2 separate regions of the Mus musculus genome follow, and region 1 is linked to region 2. A link is a contact called in public promoter capture Hi-C data. All regions are on one chromosome and are shown on one strand. Each heading gives the region's core, a stretch centred on a gene start, on an enhancer-like site or on the middle of the called end of the contact. The rest is flanking DNA. Distances are from core to core; before and after follow the strand shown.

The links. Promoter capture Hi-C pulls out the DNA fragments that hold promoters and counts their contacts.
Region 1: a contact with region 2 is called in a promoter capture Hi-C map of pre-B cells, with 4 times the contacts expected there. The contact joins the promoter of Tut4 here to the promoter of Lrrc42 in region 2. A contact is called at or near these places in 2 of 39 promoter capture datasets (the 3T3-L1 cell line and pre-B cells).

What each region holds. Positions count from the first base shown.
Region 1 is chr4:108,457,136-108,462,747 of GRCm38.p6, reverse strand. It overlaps Tut4 (terminal uridylyl transferase 4), which reads right to left and starts at 3,338. Exons shown (of 31, transcript NM_175472.4): 1 at 3,109-3,338; 2 at 2,548-2,731.
Region 2 is chr4:107,251,975-107,257,314 of GRCm38.p6, reverse strand. It overlaps Lrrc42 (leucine rich repeat containing 42), which reads left to right and starts at 3,782. Exons shown (of 8, transcript NM_029985.2): 1 at 3,782-4,040. It overlaps Hspb11 (heat shock protein family B (small), member 11), which reads right to left and starts at 3,412. Exons shown (of 6, transcript NM_028394.3): 1 at 3,320-3,412.

The sequences.
Region 1 (5,612 bases), core at 2,089-4,588, 1.2 Mb before region 2:
AATCTTTTCATAGTCAGAAAATTCAGTTGTTTTCTATCCATGGATCCTGATTATAAAGAACACAATCTAGGGGCTGGAGAGATGACTCAGTGGTTAAGAGGACTGACTGCTCTTCCGAAGGTCCTGAGTTCAAATCCCAGCAACCACATGGTGGCTCACAACCATCTGTAATGAAATCGGACTCCCTCTTCTCTCTTCTGGTGTGTCTGAAGACAGCTACAATGAACTTACATATAATAATAAATAAATCTTTAAAAAAAAAACAACAACACAATCTAGCTGAGTGGTGGTGACTCACCACTTTAATCTCAGCACTCAGGAGGCAGAGGCAGTCTGATCACTGTGAGGGTTACAGATCCAGTTCCAAGACAGCCAAAGCTACACAGAGAAACCATGTCTCAAAATGCTCCCCCTCCCCAAAAGAACACAAGATAATAAGCATTTATGTATGTCAAGGTTAATTTTGAGCTTAAAAAAACGTTCTCTATTTTTACAAAAATGTACACTCTATAAGAACAAATAAAAAAATCACCTTTAAACCAGGCAGTGGTGGCGCATGCCTTTAATCCCAGCACTCGGGAGGCAGAGGCAGGAGGATTTCTGAGTTCCAGGACAGCCTGGTCTACAAAGTGAGTTCCAGGACAGCCAGGGCTACAGAGAAACCCCGTCTCGGAAAAACAAAAACAAATCACCTCCAAGTGCTGCCTTATAAAAGTATTTACAATTACAGTCATAAAATTTCATTTTAAAGCTTAAATTTAACATGCAAAGCACTATTCTTAAATTAACCAAAATCAGATGTAATTCTAGGTAAGTTACAGTTTATAAATTTGAAGTAAGTTTATTATATATGTGTCAATACCTTATTGACTGTACTAACATCTTGGCCAAAGCTAACGAAGACTTTCTTTCTATGGTTAGATGTTCACCATACTTAAAACATGAACATGTCACTCACTTTCACTTCCACTTTTAGACTCTTTTAAGGAAGCTTTACTTTTTTTTTTTAACCATTTTCTACACTAGCCAAATAAAACTATGCAAAGAAAAGAGCACAGTATCTAAGAGGTTAAGGTAACTTCCTTTTGTTTATAATATTTTTAAAATGAGAAACAGCTTAAACTTCTCTTCCCAACATTGATGGTGTTTAAGCCCTCCGTATAATTTGTTTATAAAGGCACCATAAAGCACACTGTATGCTCGTGAGCTATCTTAAGAAAAGCCAAATCAAACAATATTTCATAGTTTTACAAGTTGTGGCTAATCTGTAGTAGGATGTAAGTGTACACCATATTTCTGAGGGGATACACATGGGCTCTGAGTAAAGAAAATGTTAAGTGCATACACACGCAGTCGACATTTAAAACTTGCCACAATTCAACATTTGGGAATGGCATTTTCCCTAAATAATCAAATCCACTTGGGATTATCTTATTTTATTCCTTTCAAAACAGAGTATGTTGTTTCACCAAGTGCTTCAAACACATTCCTGCTCCAAGGTACGCTCTGGAGGGGGGAGGGGATACATCTATAGATATAAAAGGTTATATGACCTCCGCGAGCTAATTATTAAATTCATTCCAACAAATCACAATTCAAATTGCATTTCTGGACACTAAGATTACAAAAGATCGCAGAACGTCAAATGTTTAAGGAATTACTTTTGTATCGAAATGAAGAAACATGGTATACTAAAACTAAAATCTCACGCAAGGTACAAGATTCGTCTGCTTTAAAGTTTGATAATCTTCTTTTTTAAAATGTTTAACCAACGTTAAGATAACAGTAATTAATCCCATTCAGGTACTGACTAGAAATCCCGCTGCTTCTTTGAGGTCTAACCACCTCATTCTTTTGTAATCCTGATATCAAAAGGATCAGAAACCACTTGCGAAGGCGTGCGACACACTGGGGAAGTGCTGTCTGTTTACAAATACGAATCTCACAGTTACCCACGTCAAAAGCGCGCAGTACCAGCACCTCTCGACTGGGGGGCGGGGGACAGAGACGGCGGGTGAGCAGGAAACGAAATCCACACAAACCTACCTCTGCTCCCTCCCGACAAGGACAAGCCCGGGGGATGGCGGGGAGGACACGCTGTGTGTGTGTGTGTTTACAAGTGTATATATACATACACATACACAGGGTGAAAGAAAGGCACACAATACAGACAAACACGCACTGGATCTAAGCGAAGGCTAGACCAATCCCGTTAACTCAGATACTCCTACCCCGTCTACAACAGGTTTCGGTGGCCGGACGGGCGCCCCAGCTTTCCCTAAGGTCGGCCCCCCAAAGCCCTCCTCAGGCCGCCCAGGCCGCCTTCTCGACTTCCCTCCTTCCCTCGGCTTTCCCCTGGGACACCAGAAGCCAGTTCCAGCCCAGGAGGAAGTGCCAGGCCCCGAGGGGGCGGCGGAGACGCGCTCCGGCGGCGCGGACACCTGCGAGGCGCCGCACCTGAAGGGGACAAGCTGGGGGCCCCCGGGCTCAGCGGCCGAGCACACCCCCTCGGCAGCCCGCGCAGCGCGGCGGCCCGCAGCCCCGTACCTGAGAAGCCCGCGAGCTACAGGCGCGCGCGACGCCTCCTCATCTCAGAGGCTCCGGCTCCCCCTCCGCCTCCCGCCGCCGCTGCCGCCCCCGTCGCCGTCGCCGCCGCCGCCGTCGCCGCCGCCGATGGAGGCCAGGACACGACGAGCTCAGGACTCCACCGCCATGTCCGCCGCGCCGCGAACTGCATTGTGGGGGGGAAGGGACGGGGAGGGGGAGGAGGAGGGAGCGAGAGAAAGAGGAGGACCCGCTGAGGGGAGGGGGCTGAGGGAGAGTGGCGCCCGGCCGAGGGGGGAGGGGAGTCGGAGGCTCTCCCCAGCCTGGGATCCCGATTGGGATGGGAGGAGATAGCCTCGGAGGCGGGGAGCAGAGCCTCCCAGAGCTGGGTTCAGGGGCTCCCTCTTCTTTAATTCTGGGGATCCCCCCCAAGCACCCGTCAAACCTCGGCGGAGGAGGGGGTAGACCGGGGGGCGTGGGGGGAGGGGCTTCGTTCCGGGGCTCGTGGCGGTCGCCCGGAAACAATGAGGAGGGGATGGAGGTGGGAGGACGGCGCGCACACACCCGCGCTGAGGAGGGAGAGCGGGCGAGCGCGCGCGGGCTCCGATCGGCGCCCGAGCTGGGGGCGGGCGGGCCCCCGAGGGAGAGAGGAAGGGAGGGAGGGAGGGAAAGGGTCGGAGCTACCCGCGGCTCGCTGGCTGGAGCGGGCCTGCAGGGAGAGAGAAAGAGAGAGAGAGGGTCCTGCGGTCCAGCACGCCGACGCCGGGAAGCGGCGCGAGGACGCCGGCGAGCTTAGGGTCGCGTGCACCGTCGCGCTTCTCACGTCAGGCTCCCTGGCTGCGGGCGCCTTGCCTGAGGCCCCCGGGCGGGAAAGGGGGCAGGTTGCCTAGCTGTGCCCCAGGGAGAGGCCGTAGATGTGCAGGCTCGGGCTTGTCACTGTCCGACAGCCCACGCATTTCTTGAATCCTCCGCGACCATTCCTGACTTCTGAGCACTGTCGAGCAGCTAGCAGGAGGGAGCCCCCCACCCCTTCACCCTTGCATCCAGTCCAGTTTTGCATCACCTCAGGACTAACAAAGCAGAGAAATCTTGAGAAATAGTTCGAAAACCATTTCTTTAGTTTCAGGTGGGCATAGAAACAACTACCAAGAACGGCTTCCCTCCTTCCTCCTTTTTTTTTTTTAAATGTGTTAGCTTCCTCTCATTTAAATTTACACTCATGGAAGACTAGAAGGCTTTGTTAGTTTATTTTAATGACACCCCCCCCCCCCGCCCTCAAGCCTCGAGATTATTATTTGACCAGTCTCCTACTTCACTCAGAGCTGGTCAAATCACACAACTGCAGTCCTTGAGGTGGATATTTACTAGGCAGAAAAAGTGTATGGCACTAAACGTGGGGTTTTATAAAGGGAAGCAGCTGAATCTTAAATATTTACAAGGTAATGACAAATTTTCTTGTGACTCACAGACCAGAGCTGCTAAGAGGCTACAGAGAGGCAATTGTCTCTGCAGAGTTCATCGACTTCCTGCTACATCCCAGAACTAAACACCTCTCACATGATATGTCCGTCAGAATCCCCAAAGCTGAACAAGCTTAGTGAGAAGGGACCAAGCATTGCCAACTTACTTCTAGGCATCGAGCTGAGGAGGCTTCATACACTTAACCACCTAATCTTCATAATGATCTTGTGACAATAGATACTATGGCTTCCATTTGCAGAGGAGAAAATATGCTCTGACAATCCCCTTCCCCCTGTCTCTGACTCCAGCAGACCCAGGAGCTGTGGATAGAGGGTAGCCAGTCAACCCTTCCAGCTTGGGGCGATTATCAAACTAATAAAAAATCCAGAGTTGCCTCATCTGAAACATTTTTAAATGTGTCCAAACTTCAGAGAGATAAGGTAAAGAACAGAAGAGGAAATGAAAGTGAAAACCGAATGTTAGGTGTGGTAGATTACAGCTGTAATATCAGCATTCTGGAAGCTGGGGCAGGATGATCACCAGGTCAAAGCCAGACTCTGTAGCCCAGGCTGGCCTCGAACTCAGAAAGCCGCCTGTCTTTGCCTTGATCTCTTTAAAAATAAAAAATAGACTTATAGCTTCCACAATAACATGTTCATTTTTTTGTTTTGGCTTTTTTGTTTCTTTTCCTTCTTTCTTTCTTTGTGGTGTTTGGGGGAGATTGGAAGAGCAGAGGACAGATATGAAGGAATGGGGAGAAGAGTGGGGTGGGGGCATATGATGTGAAATTCACAAAGAATTAATAAAATGTTTAAATAAATAAACGACTTGTATGGTGGAGTGGTGGAGTACACCATTAATCCCAGCAGGGGATAGGAAGGCGGGAGTAGGTGGATCTTTTGAATTTTTGGCCAATATGAAAAGGAGTTACAAAGCAGCCAGGGCTACCAAGTAAGACCTTGTCTCAAAAAACCAGGATTTGGGCAGATAGCAGCTCAATGTAACAGTACTTGCCTAGCATGTAAAGGGCTCCGAGTCTGATCCTCAGTGCTGGAAAGAGAATAATGAAAACGTAAAGCTGATAGACACACTTAAAAGGATTACCAACACGCTCCTCACTGATATTAATGTCATTGGACCAAATTCAACTGAACTCCTGATTACTTAGTATAAGCAAATCATAGTTCAGTGCCTAGACAAACTACACAGACTGCTGTTCAGAAATCTCACTGTTGAGCAAGGAAGGTAGTTTTATTAACCTGTAGTCAATAGAGCATATGACTATACAGAGAAACCCTGTCTCAAAAAAAAAAAAAAATAGAGCATATTAACAAAGAGTTAGGCAAATACACTAGAGAATGTGATAAATTCTATGTGGGCGAGCCTCCATCAGAAGAGATAGACCCTAGACCTTCAAGGATTACCTGTTTTGTGCCAAACACATGTTTATGATTCAGCAGACAACATTTAGTCTACAGTATGAAAATATTGAGTCTACAAGAAAGCTTCAGCCAGATGAGAAAGTCCTGTGTCTCCAGATAACTCCCTTTTCCTATTTTTCAAGATCCAACTCTTATTTAGTTGTTGTTATTGCTTAAGACGGGCTC
Region 2 (5,340 bases), core at 2,533-5,032:
TTCTTAAAGATGAGGAAAATGGGGCTGGAGAGATGTCTCAGTGGTTAAGAGCACCAACTGTTCTTCCAGAAGTCTTGAGTTCAATTCCCAACAACCACATGGTGGCTCACAACCATCTGTAATGGGATCTGATGGCATCTTCTGGTGTGTCTGAAGACAGTGATAGTGTACTCATAAATAAAGTAAATAAATCTTAAAAAAAAAAAAAAAAAAGCCGGGCGTGGTGGCACATGCCTTTAATCCCAGCACTCAGGAGGCAGAGGCAGGTGGATTTCTGAGTTCAAGGCCAGCCTGGTCTACAGAGTGAGTTCCAGGACAGCCAGGGCTACACAGAGAAACCCTGTCTCAAAAAAAAGAAAAAAAAATGAGGAAAATGGAGAACATATATGTATGTATGTATATGTGTATGTGTGTGTGTCTGTGTGTGTATACACACACAGACACACACACATATACACATACATGCTGATGGACCTAGATGCTAATTACAAACAAAACTCTTAGTTTATTACAAATTGAAAATGTGGACACAAGCTAAAATTGAAGGTAATAATAACATTAACTATCAAATTATACCAAAGTAACTTTCTTTTTTTCCTCCTTGGAGTTTCTACCAATTAGGAACATGTTTGTTTCTGAAAATTTTAACAAATATTTTCAAGATACACTTTGGGCCAGGAAAATATAGGCTGAATAACAGACAATACTTCAACAATTACTTATAGCTCTTTGAATAGCTACACTCAGAGAATGATTATTAGCAAAACAAAATGAACATGTACTATTCGGCACTTCTTAAAATTTGAATTTATTTTTATAGCGCTAAGAACTAAACCCAGGGCTTTCAGAATGCTAGGCACATGATCTACTGTTGAGCTATAATCCCATCCAAAACTTATGTGGCTTGGCATAGTGGTACAGATCTATAATCAAAGCATGTAGGAGACTAAAAGCAAGATTATCACAAGTGGGCAGGGAGCCTGGGCTACATAGTAAACTCCAGGCCATCCTCAGCTACAGAATAAGATCCTATTGTCAAAGGAAGCGGGGAGCAGAATTAAATAAAGGTATTTGAAATAACATCATTGTTAAATATGGGCATAAGAAGTGTGCTTATCAATTCTGTAGACATGACAAAGCTGAGATGTCAGCTTATATGCTAAGTAATAGAACTGGCCCTCAAAAGAAATGCTGGAGGGGCAGGGGCGTATAATACAGTTGTATAGCCTGTGCTTAGCATGTTCATGACCCTGGGTTCAATGAAGGAGAGGGAGAGAGGCAAAAAGAAAGGGAGAGAAAGTGAACAAGATAGAACAGTTTCATTGGCACAAGGTTATATCCATCAATTTACATATTGTCTATGGCTGCCTTTGTATGGCAGAACTGAGTAGCTGTCACAGACTATAAAGCCTAAAATATTGTTTGGCCTTTTATGACCCTTGATCTAGATGTATTAAAATTTAACTTGTTTAGTCCATGACAAAAATCAACATAAGACAAGACTAAGACAAGACTGGCCCAAAGGTAAAATTTAAAAGTGTTATTTAAAAAAAAAAAAAGTATTATTTTAGATTTACTAAAAGTTAGGCTGAAGGTGTAGACAATGGGAAAGTGACACTGGGCAGGCATGGGCCCCAGGCCTGATACCCAACAGCCAATAAAAACGCAACTTAAGAAGTTAAAGAGGTAGCACATTCCATCAGTAAGGGGTCCACGGGTACTAAGGGCCCAGGCACTTATAATGCTGATACAGCAAGCTGATCACACACACACACACACACACACACACACACACACACAACTAGTGGCTGGGTGCTAACAATGTGATTCACACCTAGAGTACGGTGCTCAGTTCAGAACCTCTCAAAGACATGATTAAGGTCCATACTGTTCGGGGCAGATTAAAAAAAAAAAAAACCAACTCATAAGCATGCTCCTCCAAATGAATAAATGTAATAAACATTTTTTAAAACTTCCAGTGCCCCCTCCAGTTATGCATACATTAAAGATGTACATCCCCTGCAAAAGGTTGACAAAATTGTGGTGTTTTTATATTTTCTAGTTTTACTATCAAAATTGGTGTGAATGTCTCAAAACAGGTAAATACAGGATATATATCTCATGTGGATAAATAATGTATAAGGGAGCATAATACATTTTCAAAAAAATTACAAGTCAGGGGTGATGCCCCATATACTGTGTAGGTCAAGGCTGGAGGATTAGAAGTGAGTTTAAGGTTTTCCTGGGCTAGAATAGACCTGCTCTCAAAAAACCAAAATAAATAAAAGAGTTACCATCTAGGGAAATGTTCTCATATCTATGTATATAGTAGATGAATAAGATACAGTGTGTTCTCTTCAAATTTTCAGGTTTTTTTTTACCTTATTCTTAAATGATCTAAGGAAAAAGCAAACAAGCACTTTAATACAGTGAATATAAAGCACTTTAATAAAAAATGAATATACCTGAACTACCAATATCTGTTCTTTAAAACCAGGGGCAGAGATTTGGCTTTCATTAAGGTTTTGTTGCAGTTAATGAGAAAGAGGCAAACCAATCCCAAGAAACCCATAAAACCACCCAGCAGACATGTTTCCACACAGCTCCAAGATGGAGGTTTGAGAGGCAATGCTTGATCTAAGCGAGGATGAATACCCTCAGGGACTCTCTACCAAAGTGGTAGTAGGCTCTAGGACACCATCCATCCTTCTGGGTTTTACAGACAGGGACGGTGGATTCCCTACCCTTTCCCAGGGCCATTGATTTTCTCTTTAAATATACAGTGTAGCCCTTTCTGGTACTTCTTTCAGAAAACCTCTGGGTCACGTCCTGGGTTGATTTTCTCCTTGACCAGCACCTTTGGGTCTGTGTGCTCTTACATCTGCCTGCCCCAAATCCTTTCCTACAGCATCCACTGGTAGCTCTGGTGTAAATTTAAAACCGGTCATTCTCTTTCTCCCATAATGGCAGCCCGGACACAGTCCTCTCACCTCCAAGACTCAAATAATTTCAAATAACGTAAATGCACCCACATTGACTTTAAATATTATTCCTGTTTGAGGTTGGACCGTGCTGATAATGTGTTACGTTTGGCATATTAACTGTCATTTGTAATTGTTCTTCCTTCTGAGGGTCAAAGCATCATTTCAGGGCACTAAAAGTTCTTGGGGAGGGGGGCCTAGAGAGAGGCCAGGCCCTAATCACTCTGTTCTCTCCCAGCGACATCGCTGCTCCACCCGCGGTCACCCGCCGCGCGTCTCCTCACAACCGGTTCCTTCCCGCCCGCAACCCTCCGCCGGCCTCGCCACCGGGCTCCCACCTCTTCGGTGCCCGCCCACCGTGCTGCACGGACCCGCTCGCCTGGGCCTTGGGTAGCTCCGCGAAAGGACCGGGTCCGCTCGCGATCCCCGCCCGTCACGCCCCGCCCGGCCCTGGCCCCGCCCCGCCTCGCTTCGCTTCGCTCCCGCCCCGCCTCAGCCTCAGAGGAGTTCCCAGGCGCGCGCCCTGCGCAGCCCCGCCCCGCCCTCTCCTGGCAGGGGCTCCGCCTAGAAGCGCCACCTCACTTGCGCGTCTTTCCTCAGGACTACCTTTACATTGCATTGCCTCGGGGAGGTGGGGGGGCCTCCAAGAGATCTCGGGGGACATGCCCTCGCGCGGGCACGCACACGCACGGCCCCGCCCCGCCCCTTTCACCCTTCCTGCGACCGCCCGGCTTTCTCAGCTCGGCTGTCCCAACCCACTCCCGGCCCCGCCCCGCCACATGCCCCGCCCACTCCAGATCAGACCACGCCCCTCATGCCGGCCCCGCGCACGCGCGCCTACCCAGCCGAGTTCTTTTCCCCCCCCACCCCTCCCTGCTGGTACCTCAGTCCCGCGGCGCCAGGTCGCCCCCAGCCCCTCCCTCTTGCCACCCTCTGTGTGTGTCCCACCCTCACGGGCTTTGTGGCCTAGGTTGCCGAGCCGCTTCCCGGTCAGCCGCTCAGTGGAGGAAGGAGCCGCCAGTGAGGTGCAGCCGCTCGCTGCCCCGGGCAGGGGCACAGGTAGGTGGCGGCCGCGGGCCGGGCCGCTCGCCGAGCCTCAGGCAGCGCGTGGGTGCGGGGGCGGAGTGTGAGGGGCTGGGGGAGGGGAAAGGCCCTAGGGACGAGGTAGAGCTCGCGGTGGGAGGGGTGGGAGGATGAAGAGGTAGGGGTGCCTGAGGTGGGCTTAAGGGTGGGGTCCGCGGCGTCCCGGGTTAGACTGAGGGTGTGTGAGAATTTAGGGTTCTGGGCGGGAGAGGGAGCGGATTTAGCTTAGGTGGACTTGGGGAGAAGCTTGGGTGGGAGTGCCGGGAAAGGGGGAAAGAAAAGGGGTTGAGGAGTGCACCAAGGGAAGGAGCTAGGGTTGGAATAGGGGGAGGGGTGGGGCGGGGGGGGGCAGGGAAGAAACTAGTTGAGGCCGTGGATTGGGAAGTTGGAGATAGTGAGGCGTGAAGAAAGGGGAATCTGAAGGTTGAGGACGCAAAACCGGGAAAGAGATGGGGAGACTAGGGTGCTAAGAGGAACCTCGATGGTGAGAGGAAGACTCGTGAGGAGGGAGAGAAGGATGGGGGCTGGAGACGGGTCGCTAGAAGACAGGTGGAGGCGGGGTTGAGTCTTTTGAGGGGCACGGGAGAGTCTGGGATGTGAGGAAGATGGGTAGAAGATCTGGGAGTGAATGGGGAAGGTTAGAATTTGGGGGGTGGGGGACTGAAATTTTTTCTGTTTGAAAAGCTAAAGAGTGGGTAAAACTATCAAGATGTGGGAGAGATTAGCTTGCTCTTGGACAAAGTATGGGCCCGGATAGGACATGAGTTTCTGCAGTTTGGGGGAGAAGGCAGGTAGGGAAGTGGCAAGTTACAGGGAAAAAAGAAGTAGTGGGAAATTGAATAATGGCGGTGACACAGAACAATGAAGATGGATTGTTAGTTGGTTAGAGATACTTTGGAACTACTTTCTCTTCGGATTTCTTCCTATGTTAAGAAAAAGTCTTTAAAAACCACTACATTTTCAAATGAGCCAAAGGTGTCTGCAGTCTTGAGATGAAGGTAGTGGGTTGACAGATGTTTTCCTGGTGTGTGGATATGGCGGATTTCTGCCCTGGCAGAGTGAAGGGGGAGCGCTTCATCCTTGAGTGAGCCCTGGTTCTGTTTCCACCCACTCTTCCTCAGATGACCACTGTTTTTTACTATAGTCCCTGCCCTCTTAACTCCCAGTTTGAGCCATTGTGAGTTCCAGAGAGATCAAATGGCCGGTGATGTTAATTTTGAGTGTTTTAAGAATATTTTTAAGGCTGATGTTGTATTTTTATTCTTGAGATACAAGT